Regions from separate parts of the Triticum aestivum genome. Here region 2 is linked to region 1. A link is a contact called in public Hi-C data. All regions are on one chromosome and are shown on one strand. Each heading gives the region's core, a stretch centred on a gene start, on an enhancer-like site or on the middle of the called end of the contact. The rest is flanking DNA. Distances are from core to core; before and after follow the strand shown. Region 1 has its middle 31 kb from the start of LOC123143598. Region 2 holds the start of LOC123143599 (cyclin-T1).

The links. A called contact is a pair of places that touch in the nucleus more often than the background predicts.
Region 2: a Hi-C map of leaf shows a contact between it and region 1, with 2.7 times the contacts expected there. The contact joins the promoter of LOC123143599 here to the enhancer-like site in region 1. A contact is called at or near these places in 2 of 5 Hi-C or Micro-C datasets (both in leaf).

Annotation. Positions count from the first base shown.
Region 1 is chr6D:70,245,670-70,251,517 of IWGSC CS RefSeq v2.1, reverse strand. It overlaps the pseudogene LOC123141111. Among protein-coding and RNA genes, the nearest start is that of LOC123143598, 31 kb to the right of the region's middle. Within about 2 kb of position 3,192, at least 6 of the 8 cell types and tissues checked have an H3K27ac peak or open chromatin away from gene starts, as enhancers often do. A contact at or near this core is called in leaf, where this site is marked.
Region 2 is chr6D:70,519,462-70,525,309 of IWGSC CS RefSeq v2.1, reverse strand. It overlaps LOC123143599 (cyclin-T1), which reads right to left and starts at 3,201. Exons shown (of 6, transcript XM_044562537.1): 1 at 2,891-3,201; 2 at 2,616-2,697; 3 at 1,566-1,700; 4 at 1,289-1,464; 5 at 1,052-1,203; 6 at 1-932. The coding sequence starts at 3,051.

The DNA.
Region 1 (5,848 bases), core at 1,943-4,442:
AATTTGGACTATTATTACTACATTGATTCCATACAAAAATTGCCACACGAACATAGCAGGCAGATATATAATATATTGTCTTCGAAATCACTTCCGCAATAAAAGAGGGTTCATGATATTTGCTTAAATAATACAAATAACACCAAACAGTCATATAGTGCCTCCACACAAAAACATGGAATCTTGGGGCCTACTTATGCCGGTTTCGAAACGGCTACAGAGGGTAGAAATTAAGCAACCAGAATTGCGGTTGATAGTAATACACAAGTGGTGCCTACTATTAAAGTTTCATTCATCAGTTGCCTTCCAGAATTCATCATTAGACTGTCATAAAGGAAAATAGTTTTAGCAAAGGTAGAAGGCAACAAAAGTTCAGACAAGTGAATCTGGGTCGGATGATGCACAGCACAGCCTTGTCCAATGGTGCACAGTCAAAAACTTAATGACTTCACTAGCAAATTTATACTGAAAATTTTGGAGACCACTTCATCAATACTCGTCAATCAAACCAATTTTCTCCATAAGGGCATCTGAACACTTACTGGAGTAGTGAACTGACTTGGTAACACCCTGTGCAGCTTGCAGAGAGACCCTACCACAATGCTCAATGACCAAAGACTCTAACTTATGTGCATGTCCCAGTTCAGCCACTCCAACAGCAGTAACTTTATGACACGCCCGAAGTGTGAGATTACTCAAGCATGGGGTGTGCGCAATGAATCGCATCCCAGTATCAGTTACCCAATGACACAATATAAGCTCGAGTGTCTCCAGATGTGGTGAGGATGAGAGGGCCTTCATCCCCTTGTCATCAAAGAAGTTGGCGGTGTTTAGCACGAGAACACAAATTGGGCAGGACTGAATGAGTGCCAGAAAACCCTCCTGTGTGAATCCTATTTCTGATGGCCAGTCACGGGAACATCCTGTAAATCGGAGGTCTACGATCTGAAGCATAGGACAGTTGAGGGCTAGAGCGTAAAGGCTGTTATCAGTAAATGACGTCCTGGTTTCACAATAGCCGTCTTCACTACAGTGGCGCTGCAGGTTGAGCCAAAGTGAAATGCTTTTAAGGTTGCTGCAGCTCCGGGATAATGCAATCATGTCATAGTCATTTAGCGCACGAACATACTCAAGCCAAAGGTTCTCCAATGCTTTACACTTCCCTAGGAGAACACGAAGTCCTATTTCTGGCCAGGTTTTAATATGTGCCAACCTTAAATTCTTCAAACTCTCACAGCAGAAATCATATATATCCATGCTGTGAGCATTGTACGATGGATCAGAGTACTCACAACCTAAAGAAAAATCATATATTACTCTTTTCCTCTCAAACTCAAACTTCTGGAGCTTCATCCATCCTGAACCAAACTTTAGGAAGTCATGATGATTGATTCCTTTGCAGTTCTTCACTACAAGCTCTTCCAACGATCCATGGCTACCAAGGTATTCCAGCCACTCTACACTGTCGATTTTCTCGCAGTCAATAAGGTGGAGAGCAGATAGACTTGTGCAACCAACTGCAACTGAGAAAAGCCCAATCGAAGTTATTTGTGGTGTGGAGTTCAGCCTGGGAGACACCAATTTCTTGCAATGTGCTAAACAACCAAGCCCAGAGTCATCGATGTGTGAGCAGAAACTTAAGGTGAGGTCAATCAGCGAGGAACAGTGAGATGAAAATACAAAAAGGCCTTTGTTGTCCAACTGATTTCCATGTCCAGGTATCCAACCAGAGTAATCGATTTCCAATTTCCGCAAATTTGTGAACCTGGCACACAGTGATGTTAATGCTCTGTAGCAGTGCAAAGACCAGAACCAACGCGGATAGCACCCCCCTTTGACTCCCCTCTATCGTGTAGAGCCCCTTTGACACAAGGGAAATAGAATTCAGATCACTTGTCCTGGTGATCTTCTTGACAATCTCTGTCACCACAGCCTCCGGTAGGTCGTCCATCGAGCAAATTCAGCTGTACCAATCAGGTAATATCAAGGTTCAGAAAACAACCAAAAAGCTGGACTAAAACTTATGGTACATATATCAGAATAAAGCATGTGAAAAGATTGAGATCACACTGGCAGCACTAATTACGAAGAATATACTGACGAACTTTGGGCATTTACTGTACCCATCCAATACTTGTGTGTTCCTTATAAGAATGGAGATTAATTGAAGTATCTACCACCTTATCTATCCCTACATTGCTAGCAAGAAACAGTGAAGCTACGAGCCACATCATTAAACTAAACTACCGCCATAAGTTGCAGAGCCTGAATAACAAACAAACGAAGAGAATACAAAGAACAAACTAGAATTGAGTAATTGACGCAAGCAACTCCTCAAGACAAGACTCATGTGCTCAGTCTGAACCTATTTATTTGGAGACACCTAATAATCAGTTGTGGGGCTAATCAAAGCAATTACCAAAGAGAATGCGACAACAATCTATCACCTATGTCTGTCCTGCCTTCCATTTTCTTTTGCCATGGCCGAGTCAATTACCAAAGAGGCATGCGACAACAAGAAAAGCAGGGGAGATTAATCCATACAGTCTGAACCGGACTATTTCATGTGCAGGGGCAAACTAGCTTGGTTAGCTGTGCGTGGGAGTTAGCTTGAAGCATTCTCTCTGCCACTGGAACTAAAGCAAGTGGGACAGTATAGGCCACGGCGGCGCTAGATGTAGGAGGAGCGGCCGGAGCAGTTGTGGTGGCGCGACTTGCGAGATCCGGGGCTGGACGACACCATGGGCTCGGGCCAGCAGCGCCGCAGCTCGCGATTCGGGGTTCATCGACGGTGGCGCTTTTGCCAGTTTCAGGGCGCCCTATGATTATACTAGATTTACCAGAGAATCGGGGAACCACTACCAGCGAATAAATTAAGAGTAAAATGCACTAGTGGTCATTGAATTTATTGTATACGTTCACTTTGGTCACTGTATTTAAGAATACGGTCAATACGATTATTATATGCGTGTTGAGATGATTATATGGTCACTGCCAGATCGTATAGCTTTGTATTTCATTTATTTGACTGGTCAAACAAGGCCTTGTCATTGCAAAAAGAAAAACAAGGCCTTGTCATTGCAAAAAGAAAAACAAGGCCTTGTCAGTTTTTTTTCTGACTGTGTGGGCCTTACCTGTCAGTGGATGGAAGAAAGGAGTAGGAGGAAATAAAATTATGCGCCTGTGTGGAGTCGAAACCAGGCCCTCGCGCTTATTGCCTGAGCAGGACAACCAGCTCTACCTGTCTCCCGTCCTGTCTAACTTGAGAAAAAGAACCATTTATATTCTACTGGATTCACGTGACAGCCATTGCATTTTTTTTCTTTTGCGTGCGAGCCATTTAGCATTTAAATCATAATCGTTTCGGCTTCAGTGGTCGGGCCTTTTAGGATTTAAAAAGCTGTTTTAGCAGTACTGTGTACTCGTACATATGATTCACGGCCAAAATTGCATTAGCACTTCCCTCGCAAGAAAACGAGATTGGATTAGCACTTCAATTTCTTTTGTTCAATATTTACGCGTGGACGGTGGCTCGACAGTGACGTGGCCGCAGCGGCAGCTCCAGTAGATTTGGTGGGCGTCGTTGCTCTGTTTTTAGCACGAGACGACCAGGGATTTGGCGTGCGGTCATCTTGTACTAGCTAATTATGGCGGAGTGTACTTATCAAAATGGTTAATATATGTCTATATAAAATTTTATTAATAAATGTTTAAATGCATAAAAGTAATATACACGTGTTAAGTACTCCAAATTATGCTTATAAATGCTATCAACAGAAATATATACGTTAGCCAAATTACGATGGTGCAATTTGGTACGCTAAAACTGATATGGAAGAAATCACTATAAATTAGAATGCACTATCATCTAAACCAATAGAATGGTCTTATATGAACATACGCAAAAAAGAAATATCCCAACGCTGTCACGTGAATGACTAGAAGATATAAAAGGGCTTGTCCTCTAATTAGACGCAAGATTGGAACCAAAGCGGCTGGTCAGCCTGCGCGCATATTAGCTCGAGGCATGGGGTTCGAATCCCCACAGTAGCATTTTTATGTTCCCTCTACTTCTTATTTCCACCCACTGACAGGTAGGGCCGCACGCCTTGTGGACCGTTTGACCAGTCAAATGGATGGAATACGGAGTTATATAATTTCACAGTGACCGTATAATCATCTTAGCACGTATATAGTGATCGTATTAACCGTATTCTTAAATACAGTGATTAAAGTGAGCATACACGATAAGTTCAATGACCACTAGTGCATTTTACTCATAAATTAAGGCTGGAGAAGTAAGAAAAGGAGGAACCTTGAGCACGAACGAACGGGGCCGCGATAGAGAAGAGGGGAGCTCCGCCGCCGGACCTTGGAGAAATGAGTCTCCTTTCTGAGAATTCAGGGGAGGGAGACTGCTTTCTTTTTTTTTTTTGAGGGGTTGGGGGGACTGCTAAACCCTAGTCTCTTCTTTTCCAGCGGAGGAAGAAGATGGGTCACCGTAAATGGGTGGGCCGGGCTGGAACATCGTGCTGGCTTCCCATGCATACCCACCTGTTTGGGCCACCACTTCTTTTTTTTCTCAAAAAAATTATATAAATCTTTTAAATATACTCCACTATCTATCTCAAAATTTTGTCTCAAAAAATCTATCTCTAAATTTTATATAACTATTTTTATAATTAATTAAATATTCAGGTGGTGTACAAAAATATGTCATGTGTTTCAAAAAATATTCATATATTTTTAAAATGTTATTGTATTTTTACATGCTATTGTATGCCGGAAAAATGTTCATATGTTGCAAAAGAATTCACAGGTATTAAATTAAATATTTGTGTTTTTATGTGTTTTCTTATTGTCTCGTATGTAAAAAGATGAATGTTCATATGTCGTTAGAAAAAAGTTCACATGTGAAAATAAAAGTTTGTGTGCCTCGATAAAAATTACCGCATATTTAAAAAGTATTCTTATATATATGAAATAAACCTTTGAAGTGCCCCACCACCAGGGTTGGCATTGTGTCGACGACCCTCCTCTGGCTTCGGGCTAGAGGTAATTTCTATGTTTATGTATCTTACAAAGATGTTCATGTTTTGGAAAAGAAATGACGTGTAGCTCATAAAATAGTCATGTACTCCCTCTGTAAAGAAATATAAGAGTGTTTAGATCACTTTACCTAGAAAAATGAAAACTAAAAAGTTAAACCTAAACAAGCAGATTTAGAGAATCATCACATTTAAATCTACAAATTTTCGACAATGTTGACATGGTGTGCTGACCGGACGAGTTGGCCTAGTAAAGATGTGCCGATTGGACTGAAACCGGGGTCAAGGCAAGGCGGAGGGTAATTCGTCTGATTTTGAGAGTTGGAAGGTGCAACTTAGACAGTATCATAGATGAGGAGTGTATATTAGAGCCACACAAGAGTTGAGGGTTTATATATGCACTTCTCTCTTTTCTAGGATAAATCGAACAATATAGAAGCATTACCTCTTCTTTATCCAGCTAAATATCCCACCGTTGAAAGGACATGGATGTAGCCTGGGGGGTGAATAGGCGATTTAATATAATTACGGTAAGGCTTGGATAAACGTAGAATAAAACTAGTGTTTAATTTATAAAGCACAAGACCTAAACAAGCTAGGCTCACCTATGTTACACCAACAACTTATGTTACAAGATAAATAACTATGTGATAGAGAGAGATATAACTTCAAGTTCGATGGATATCACAAAGTAAATGCACAAGTAAAGAGCTCGGTTGTAGAGATAACCTAGGCACATAGAGACGTCAATGTAATTGTCGAAGTTCCTTCCACAATGAAAGCGATTACTAAGTGCTCCC
Region 2 (5,848 bases), core at 1,952-4,451, 270 kb before region 1:
CTGCTCTTTCTTCACAAAAGCAGGCTTCAGGGAGCTTACTGTCTGCTCTTTCTCCACCGGAGCAGGCTTCGGGGAGCTTGCTGTCTGCTGGTTCTCCGCCGGAGCAGGCTTCAGGGAGCTTGCTGTCTGCTCTTTCTTCACCAAAGCAGGCTTCAGGGAGCTTACTGTCTGTTCTTTCTTCACCAAAGCAGGCTTCAGGGAGCTTACTGTCTGCTCTTTCTCCACCGGAGCAGGCTTCGGGGAGCTTACTGTCTGCTCTTTCTCCACCGGAGCAGGCTTCGGGGAGCTTGCTGTCTGCTGGTTCTCCGCCGGAGCAGGCTTCAGGAAGCTTGCTGTCTGCTCTTTCTTCACCAAAGCAGGCTTCAGGGAGCTTACTGTCTGTTCTTTCTTCACCAAAGCAGACTTCAGGGAGCTTACTGTCTGCTCTTTCTTCATCGGAGCAGGCTTCGGGGATCTTACAGTCTGCTGTTTCTCCACCGGAGCAGGCTTCGGGAAGCTTACTGACTGCTGTTCCTCCACCGCAGCAGGCTTCGGGAAGCTTACTGTCTGCTGTTCCTCCACCAGAGCTGGCTTCAGGGAGCTTACTGTCTGCTGTTCCTCCAATGGAGCAGGCTTTGGGGAGCTTACCGTCTGATGTTCCTCCACCGGAGCAGGCTTCTGGGAGCTTACTGTCTGCTGTTTTGCCACTGGAGCTGGCTTCGGGAAGCTTACAGCCTGCTGTTCCTCCACTGGAGCTGGCTTCAGTAAGCTTTTTGCCACCGGAGCTGGCTTTGGCAAGCTTAGTGTCTGCTGTTTTGCCACCAGAGCTGGCTTCGGGAATCTTACTGCCTGCTGTTTCTCCACCGGAGCTGGAGCTGGAATGGGCCCGATAGCAGGACCCGTGGGGCGTTGGTTTCTTTCATTAAAGACCTGTTTCATTTGCTGGATAGCAGCTGCAAATATAACTAGCCATCAGATGAGAAGGAAAATTGATGATACTGAAAGGTAAATGACTGTCTCGATGGATGCAGAAGAAAACTAACTGAATGAATTCGTCATACAAGCACTGTACCTTGCAACTGCTTTGGAGCAACATCGAATTGATGCCACCATACTTTTCCTTGTTCAAAAGGGAGTGTAACATCATGAAACTTGGAGGCAAGATGGAGAGCTCCAGCAGCTATGTAGTGTGGTTTAAATTGCACTACCAATGCAGTCCGAAGCCTGTACAGTTGGATGACCGGGTCAGGAATAACAAGGTTGCCAAATTGTGGAGAAACATATGACAGGGTAACCCCAGATAACTTACGTATCATTTATGAGATTTATTGCAGCTTGTTTCACTTCCTTCTGGGAGATCCCCAGATTCTTGAGAGCGAGATTTAGTGGCTCGTAAGGATGCTGTATATTGAAATCAAACCTGATGGTTGAAAGCAATAGTGCCTCCCCCATCAAAATTAGGTCCTTCCGCTTCTCAAGGACCTCCTATTTTTAGTTCAAAAAAGTTGAGCAATATAGAACAGAAACATCACAAGAAACAGGACAGCTGCCAGCAATAGTAGTACAAAGCGAGAAGTTCGCGGTACCTTCTGTTTGATTCTGCGAGCAGCATCAGGTTTTCTCTTATACATTGTTTCATGTGCCACAGTAACGACACGTCCTAATTGGCAAGGAGTGTCTTCAATCTTCGAAGCAAGAAAGATGCAAGCAGTTGCAACAGTCTGGAAGGACGGAAGAGTTAGTAGCTAACCTTTTAAATGGCAAGTGCATAATTACAAAATGGTATGAAGTTGTGTTGCTGCATTATATATAGGCCACTCAGCTTTGAACAAAATTCCTTTTTCAGGAAGACAACCCACAGCAGCAAGAAGAACAGGACTTGATATTACTGGGAGGAAAGTAAATAGCAGCGGAAAAAAAATTAGTACTTACTGTCTAGAGTATTATTAGAAAGTGCCTCTTCAAGTTTGTAAAGTTGCTCCAACAGAACCAGAACCACACCTTTCGTCCGTGCAATTTTAGGTGCTCCCGATAAAATTACATAAAGCTATCATACCTCGCTTCAAGACCCCTTACTTAAAGGACCCAGCGTGAAACATCTCAACTCTACCTTTGATCCAAAACCCATGTTACAATTTTGTCTGCCGTGACCAGGCTAGGTGCGCTGAAAACACACAGACACGTTACACAACCCTCGACTACCCCAAAATGTCTACTAAACAGAAAACGACAACATTTTCAAGATCCTACACAGGTAATAGAAACCGTTAGTTTGGACGGACTTGCTACGCGGGTAAGAGTTCACAATCCTACACAGGTAAGAGAAACCGTTAGTTTGGACACAGTTGCTACGCAGGTAAGAGAAACAGTCAGTCCACACACAGTGCTACAAAGGTAAGAGAAAATGTTAGTTCAGACACAGTGACAGTAAAAATGACAAGTGTTGACATTTTACCCCCAGGAGCATGGACAGACCCTGACGGAGCCCAAAAGCTTGTGTTAGGAGAACAATTGCTCAATTTCGCACATGAATTCGACACACACGGCGCGCGCCAAACTGGTTAGTCAGTCATGAAATTCAAGATCGTGTGTGCAGAAACAATTTGCCATTGTTTGGTCCCATGAACAGGGGGTACCTGCCACTCGTTCTTGACCAGGGACTGGTGGAGATAGAAGCGGTGGCACAGCACGGTGCCCGTCGCGATTGTGATGTCGGGCCTGCAGCAACAAACAAACAACAGCAGCGTCAAAAGACTGCGGATTTCGTCGGGGGCCAGACCCGGGGCCGAGCGAACGCAGCCCGCGGCCGCGGATTCGCGAGACCTAGGGCACGGATCGGGCGACCCCGAGCGAAATTCGGCCGCGGGCCGGAGGAAACGGAGGAGGGGGAGGGGGTGAGGAGGGCGCTTACACCCCGAGCCTGCGGCCGACGTCGCGGATGTAGCTGGAGTAGACCGACCGGAGCTGGGCCTCCCTGGCGGCAGGCATGCCGTCCTTCCTGGACGGCGACCCTTCCTCGATCTCCTCCTTGCTGAGGTACCAGGACCGCCCACGCTCGCCCCCCTCCGCCATGGCCGGCCGCCCGGCCGAACCGCGGGCCGCGAGGAGGAGGAGGGGACGGGGAGACCGGGGGTGGACTCGGGGCGGCGACTTGGGGCGTGGCGGCGCGGAGCAGGGGGGACGCGGGCGCGGGTCTGGTGCGGGTCGGGGGAGGGTGGGTGTGGGGATCGAGGAGGTAAAGGAAACGGAACGGGACGCGACGCGGGGCTCGCGTGGGCGCTCGGCAGGTTTCGTCGCGGCCAAGCCGATGTTGCGTGGGGTCCAGCCGGAGCACCGCGACTTTTTTGAGTCGGTTCCGCGTCAGGGGCTCTGGCTCCTCGTGATCAGATCGCGAGGCACGTCAGCCGTTGGTTCTGGCCCTGGGGGTTTGGGCGGGGTTTAAAACGTGGGCGGGTGGGACGGGGCGCGATGCGATGGACGGGGGAGAGGGGCTCCTGTCCGGAGACGGCGGGCTCGATATAGATGGGAACATGAGATGTGATGTGATGGGCCGGCTGCGTTTCCTTCTGTTTGAGGAAGAAATTTCCTCCTTTAGCCCTGAAAAAAAAATTACTATTCTCCCTCTTTTAAAAGAAATTCAGTTCTCACTCCTCTAAAACAAATCAGAAAACACGAGTTTTTTTTACTAAGCAACAAGATGGAATTGCATGATCTTGCTAGAGAATTCGAAGCGCGCGATCTTCTTTAGCAGGATCGTGCGGTTCTTCTTGTTGTTGAGTGGGTCTCGTGTTTCCTGAGTTCTTTTCGGAGGAATGGGACTTAATTTTTTTTAGGGAAGAAAGAATAAGGGCTTCCTCAATCGATAGTAAATCAGTAAATCACAATCGGCCCATCACATCTCGTGTTCCAATCTATATCCAGCCCGCGGTCGCCAAGACCTCTCGCCCCGTCCATCTATCCCCTCCCCTTCCACGTATTAAACCCCAAACCCCCAAAACCACAACCGCCGTCCAACGCACATCGCGACTGATTACGAAGTGACAGAGACTGTGACGCGGGACCGACTCAAAAAGTCGCGGCTCTCCAGGTAAGCCCCGCTCGTCATGGGCCTGTCCGCGACGAAACCCGCCCACGTGAACCGTGCTACTGCCCCTCGTTCCGTTTCTTCTTTACCTCCTCGATTTGCGCACCCCCAGCCCTCGAACCAACGGTTGACGTGCCTTGTGATTGATTACGAAGCGACATACACGAATTTCATATTCGTCGATGCTCCCCACCCCCAAGCTTATGGAGAAGAGGAGAGGGTGGGGAGGTGGTGCCGCGGCCTTGATTGTGTGGCCGATTGAGGGCACATGTGATATTTGTGGTGAGGAAGGTCCATATTTGGGTAGAGATGTGGCTCATCTTTGCCAGATATGGACCTTGCTCACTGGTGAATCTTCCCCCATGGCCATCAGATCTGGGAAATGGCGGGGATGTGGTGTGTCGCCTTAATTGTCTGGACAATAAACAGGGGATACCTGCCACTCCGTTCCTGGCGTGGGACTGGTGGAGGTAGAAGCGGTGGCAGAGCACTATTCTCGCCATGCTTCTGATCTGGATCCTGCAACGACAACAACAGGAAAAGATTACAATTTTTGTAAGGGCACACTCGAAACCAAGAAAATGCAATTTGCTCCCCCGAATTTCTGAAATCTAGGGCACAGATCAAGCTACTAAGAGTGAAATTGGTGTGGGGGAGAAGAGGTGCTTACAGCTTGAGCCCGAGGCTGATGTCCCGAATGAAGCTACAATATGTTATCCAAAGTTGGGCCTCCTTGGCAACGCCCACGCCGTTCCGCCTGGATGATGAACCACGCTCGATGTCCTTACTTGACGTTATCCAAAGTTGGGTCGGGCAGATGCCTCATTCTTGACAGATCTGGACCTTACTCACCGGTGCATCTCCCGTATGGCCATCAGATCTGGGAAATAATGGGGAGGTGGTGTCGCCGCCTTGACTATGTGGCCGATTGAGGGCATGGTTGAGATTCACTGGTGAGGAAGGTCTATATTGGGTAGGGATATGGCTCATCCACGCCAGATTTGGACCTTGCTCACCGATGAATCTGCCCTATGGCCATCAGATCTGGGAAATAATAGGGAGGTGGTGTCCGCCGCCTTGACTGTGTGGTCGATCGAGGACATGGCTGAGATTCGGTGCTGAGGAAGGTCCATCTTTGGGCAGGGATATGGCTCATCCTTGCTAGATCTGGACCTTGCTCATCGGTGAATCTCCCCTATGTTCATCAGATCTGGGGAAAATCGGGGGACGGTAGTAGGCGTGGACATGGGTAGCTCCCTTTCCTGGCCGATGCGCCTGGTATGACAACGACAGGGGGCTTGTGAGGAGAAGGGAGTTTGTGAGAAAAAGGCTTGGTGAAGAGCCAGTGAGGAGGAGGAGGCGGCGTGTGTGCAAAGTTGGGAACGCTAGTGTGTGCAAAGTTGGGAACGCTAGGTTTTCTGTATGGTGGTGAGTCAGGTTTGAAGAAATTTATAGGGAACCCTAAGCAATGTGAGTCGTTGGATCTACCTGACCATTCGACAAAAACTAAAATTATTGGGGTGTTAAATGATAATTGTATTAGTTTCCTTATGTATCATGGAGGAATGTGTGGTGAGTGCTAGAGGTCTTCCCATGACATGGCTCAAAGAGTGTCATATACGTGTATGCCTACCCTTTTCTTTGACAAAGACAACTCACGCGTGGCTTACAGGTCTCCTAATTCACTGTAATTTTACTATATCCTAATCACACTGTTTCTTTTTAGATGGATCCAGTTAGTTTTAAGCCGCTTCTCCTTTTTCTGCTAGGGAGAAAAGAAAGTGT